Linked DNA regions of Sus scrofa: region 2 is linked to region 1. Evidence: chromatin contacts called from public HiChIP or PLAC-seq data. All regions are on one chromosome and are shown on one strand. Each heading gives the region's core, a stretch centred on a gene start, on an enhancer-like site or on the middle of the called end of the contact. The rest is flanking DNA. Distances are from core to core; before and after follow the strand shown.

Evidence for each region. HiChIP or PLAC-seq counts read pairs in DNA pulled down with a chosen protein or histone mark.
Region 2: a contact with region 1 is called in an H3K27ac HiChIP or PLAC-seq map of alveolar macrophages, with 3 times the contacts expected there. The contact joins two enhancer-like sites.

What each region holds. Positions count from the first base shown.
Region 1 is chr5:47,467,065-47,469,715 of Sscrofa11.1, forward strand. No RefSeq gene overlaps it. Among named protein-coding and RNA genes, the nearest start is that of SSPN, 140 kb to the right of the region's middle. Within about 2 kb of position 1,342, at least 13 of the 83 cell types and tissues checked have an H3K27ac peak or open chromatin away from gene starts, as enhancers often do. A contact at or near this core is called in alveolar macrophages, where this site is marked.
Region 2 is chr5:47,708,444-47,711,094 of Sscrofa11.1, forward strand. No RefSeq gene overlaps it. Among named protein-coding and RNA genes, the nearest start is that of BHLHE41, 22 kb to the left of the region's middle. Within about 2 kb of position 1,343, at least 18 of the 83 cell types and tissues checked have an H3K27ac peak or open chromatin away from gene starts, as enhancers often do. A contact at or near this core is called in alveolar macrophages, where this site is marked.

The sequences.
Region 1 (2,651 bases), core at 92-2,591:
GCCAAAAAAAAAAAAAAAAAAAAAAAAAAGCTGCCCCACTTAGTAGAAGTAAACACACACAATACCAAAACCAAGCACAGGAGCTAAAACGCGTGTGAAACTTGAGAAATCCGATAACGAATCCAGCTGTCACCTCTGAACTGGAGTGTTTCCATAGACTTGAATAATTTATAAGATTATCATAGCCGATCTTCTTATATCACGGACAGCCTTTTTTTTTCTTGCCGTAGAGGCATACTATATTCACCTCAAAAACATGATTCCAATATATGTCAAGACCAGATAAGTATAATTATAAATTATTAATAATAAAACAATTTAATAACTTTTGTGTGTGATACTTTAAGTGCTTAATTCATTTCTTCTTTTTTTTTTTTTTTCTTTTGTCTTTTTAGGCCCACAGCCATGGCATATGGAAGTTCCCAGACTGGGGTCAAATCAGAGCTGTAGCTGCCAGCCTACACCACAACCACAGCAACATGGGATCTGAGCTGCATCTGCAGCCTACACCACAGTTCATGGCAACGCTGGATCCTTAACCCACTGAATGGGGCCAGGGATCAAACCATATCCTCATGGATACTAGTCAGATTTGTTACCACTGAGCCGCTATGGGAACTCCTTAATTCATTTCTTTCTTTTTTTTTTTGTCCTTTTGCTGTTTCTTGAACCTGCGGCATATGGAGGTTCCCAGGCTAGGGGTCGAATTGGAGCCATAGCCACCGGCCTACGCCAGAGCCACAGCAACTCAGGATCCAAGCCGCGTCTGCAACCTACGCCACAGCTCAGGGCAACGCCGGATTGTTAACCCACTGAGAAAGGGCAGGGACCGAACCCGCAACCTCATGCTTCCTAGTTGGATTCGTTAACCACTGCGCCACGATGGGAACTCCCTTAATTCACTTCTTTTTTTTTTTTTGCTATTTCTTGGGCCACTCCCTCGGCATATGGAGGTTCCCAGGCTAGGGGCTGAATCGGAGCTGCAACTCTGGTGTAGGCCGGTGCCTTAATTCACTTCTTAATATGCTTCAGAATGTATCCATTTGTATGAAAGTCATGATTATTGTTATTTCACATAGCGAGACATGGGGGACAGAAATTTCGGCAACTTGAACCACTCTGGTCCAGATGGACTGTTGTACCCAGCACTTACTCAGAGCTGGCCAAATCCTCAGTTGGCCAACAGCTACTGATATATCTACTTGTGCTGATAGCCAGCATGGGCTCCATGAGCACAGGCTGCTTGGTCATCCTGGTTCTTACCACCCAGTGCTTCAAATGGTAGCTCCCCGCAGAAGAGAAAGGAGCATGGGACAGCTGAAGAAATCAAAATGACTTGCAATGACTCACACTCAAACCACGAAGAGAATTCTTTGCTCATGGGGGCATTTGCCAGTGTGTCACAGTTCCTTGAAGTTGTGTGGCAAGAATTGTTTTGTTTTGTTTGGGATCCGAGGAGAGATTTCAGGAGGGAAATTGGACAGTGAGTTCCTCTTCCAGTGAGAGTGGTTCACATGAAGAGCAGGAGGATGCACGTGGAATGGAGTGTGATGCATGTTTGAAAGTCACCCTGCCTTTAACTGTGTTATGAGGAAGTCTCGTCTTCAGAGCACAACCTCAAGCCAAAAGTCTGTGTACTTGAACCTCGCCTATGCTCCTCCCTGACAGCAGGGGCGCTGTCATGCCAAACGGAACCTGCCACGGGGCCAATAAAGAAATATAGAGACCAAACTTTATGAAGGTGGAAAATGTATAAGAACAGAATTGTATAAGAATGCAGTTTGATTCAAGTTAACAGAAAATTCAGGTCTTTTTCACTGCAAGTTGGATTTTCCCCTAGATTAGCCTGTTCCCTTTTAACTCTGGTCCTTGGGGTAAAATCAGTTCCAGGTGGAATGGCTCTCCTCACAGCTGTGGGTATGTGGCTACACGTGTGGATTTCCTCTGCAATCCACTGCAGCACATCCTTCCAAAGTTCTCTTCCCTTCCAATCTTCTTCTGAGTCTTCTGCCTATTCTAACAAGTGTGTTTTTTCATTTTGTTTTTATCATTGTCCACTGTGGACAGTTGTATCTGCCTTTCTGTCTGCTGTAAACTGTTCCTTCTCTTTGAGCATGGATTAAATGTTTTATTGTGATCCTGATCTTCTCAGCAATATATTCGAATGACAATTTTGTGAACACCATACCTTAAAATTAGACCCTGCTTCATAAAAAATATGAATGTGCTTTACATCATTTAGGGTTTTACTGGAGAAGAAAATTCAGATTCTAGACATGGACTGAGAGGTTTATTTTAGGGGTCTAATATCAGGCAGTTATATTAAAGAGATGGTGAAGAACTCAGTGGAATTCTGCTTCTTTTGCATTGGTGGAGGGTCTGAAGTCACTGTAAATCAGTGGGGCTGGCAGTCAGGAGGAGAAGTTTCCATGTGAGGCATAGAAGAGCTAGAACAAACTAAAATTTGCATTTAGCCCTCCCTATCTCCAAACTTTATCGCCCATGAGACCTAAAAAATAAGCTGATCTCTTTCACCATGGAGTTGTGTGTGCATCTGACCCAGGACTCAGAGAAGCTGAAGGAAGAGGAGCTGGAAGTTGGAAAACCATGGACTGGCTTCTGCCTACACCACCATGGTGGGCAAGAGATGA
Region 2 (2,651 bases), core at 93-2,592, 240 kb after region 1:
CAAAACGTCCTGGTGACACCTGCCAGTGTTACGAGGCTCAAGATCAGTTAGGTGGAACCAGCAGAGACTGCTACAGGTTGTCTCTTTTCTTGTGCTGGATGATCTCCTATCGATTCAGCTACCTTGCCTTCACCAGGTCTTTGAAATCCATAGTAAGCAGCAGGTTATTAGATCAAAGTAGTGGAGTGAGTCTGAAAATGGCATTTTCCCCCAAATTCAGAGCTTTTTGTCCTCAGGGGGGATGGAAGATTCTCATCTGTGATCTCCTGCATCTTGGCATCTTGGGCAGACAGTACTTGCTTTTAACCCTGGAAGGATTTCCATGTGGAGTGGAGTATTCCTGACATGTTACTTGAAGCATATTGCTTCCATGTTCTCCCATGTTCAACTCCAATAAAGTAGGTATTCCCAGGTTATACAAATCCCAGATCTATATCACCTAGAGAAAAGTAATGTATCTTGAATGTACAAATGCAGTAATCAGGATACAGGTTATCATCAGATTCATGTAAAGGCATTGTCTGGACAGGCAAAGCAAAGGCAAAAATAGGCTAAGGCTTGACCTCAGAACTCTGTTCCCTTAAGCTGGGTGCTCAAAAGAGCTTACCCGGTTCCCTTTGGGCCTTCCTATTGTATATTCTTCTGAGAATCAAAAGGCCTGGAGTGCAAATTCTGGCTCCACTACTTAATTGCATAAACTTGGGAAAAACACTGACACCTCTTGCTCTCTGTTTCCTTATCTGTGTAAGGAGGGGGTGATGGTATAATGTCCACGAGTGTTTGGAGCTTCGTGAATGTTCAAATGCTGAACAAATAATTGTAGTTGGTCCTTGGGAGACAGTCTAGCATGGAGGTCAAGAGCGTGGAATCTGAAATGAGACTGCCTGGTGTGAGCCTCAGTCACCAGCTTTATTACCTTAGGTGTTACTTCTCTAAATCTATGTTTCCTTCCCTGTAAAGAGGATGATTTTAATAAGACAGAATAGCTATAAGGATTAAATGACATCATCTAAAACCTCTTGTATCTGCATATCCTTCTGGGGGGATTTCTGGGGCCATGCAATGCTGTGGAAGCCTCAGCAGGAAGGAAGATGGATGTAGCTTCTGGGCTGATGCACCTGCCTGCCCCAGCTGCGTTAGTCCCTTTCTGAGGCCATGGAGCTGCACAGGGTTCTGCAGTATCTCTACACAGTGTATTCTATGTCAGCAACCCCGATGAGGTGCAGTGGGCCTGCCCTTCCTGCTCCCCAGACTCTGACCAACCTCCAGCCGCTTGATAGGTTGTAAAACTAGTTTTCTTGGTGTCTTGCCATCTAATCAGTTCTCACGTGAGTGTTTTTCTGGGTCAGAGGATCTTGGGTTCTTGGGTTCACTGTGGTCAGAGTCTACTGCCACCTAACAGGAAGTTGCTTCACTAACGAGATAATTCAGTATTTCTTCAGGAACTTGCAGGCTGTTGCTGGGCAACAAACTCCAATATCTGAAATCTATAGATCTTCCAGTTTTTCTAACTAGCACAATTGAATACTGCTTAGTCAGGAACATCTGAGGAGTCCCAGGCTATCAAACACCTTTAATTACGTTCATGCTGATTGGCATTTCCTATCTGGGGCCCTGAACAGCCAAACAAGTCAAGTGAATCTAGTCAGGGCAAGACAGCCCTTCCTGAGCTAGGCAATTTTTCCCACCAACAGCCTCCCTGTTTCTGGTGCAGAAAAGAGATATGACAATGGCTCTTCGCCATGTGCCTCTGACTGTATATGCTGGGCACTGGGTTAAGCGCATAACATATTGATTTATTAAATTTATCGGGTGGGTGTTACCATGTAAGGAAACCCAGGCACTGAAAGATTAAGGAACTTGCTCCTGGTCACACAGCCACTCTTCCCTAAGCTGTTTGGCCATTTGTTAGTCCATACCTGATTTTAGCAACCAGTGGGGGATTAAAAAAAAAATCTTCATAATAACAGTTAATTTATCTCTAATAATTGTAGAGGACTATTTCTATCACTAAATTTACCTTGAAGCATTTGATTCCAAACAGCCATATAAAAGAATTTTAGGAGTTCCCATTTGTGGCTCAGCAGTAACGAACCCAACTAGTATCTATGAGGACATGGGTTCGATCCCTGGCCTCGCTCAGTGGGTTAAAGGATTTGGTGTTGCTGTGAGCTGTGTTGTAGGTCGAAGACGTGGCTCAGATCCTGTGTTACTGTGGCTGTGGTGCAGACCAGCAGCTCCAGCTCCTATTTGACCCCTAGCCTGGAAACTTCGTATGCAGTGGGTTTGGCCCTAAAAAGACCAGAAAAAAAAAAAAAAAAAAAAAGAAGAAGAAGAAGAAGAAGAAATTTAAAAACTGGACTAATTTCATAGTCATGTAATTCTGACTCAAAGAAAATGTATATTTGTGTCAAAATAGAGTATCACGATTTTATTAATAATATTTCAAGAGAATTTTTTTCCCTTAAAATTTGCTTTATCCCCCTAATGTGAAATCTTATTAAAGTTTTACCTTTATTTTTTTCTTGTGTATCTACTCTGATTTTGGTTTATTGGGACCTAACCTATCTAATATGGATAGGATACAAATTAAATGCTTCCAAAATATCCAGATAAAAATTTCACCCAGTCAATTGCTTTGTCACCTCTAG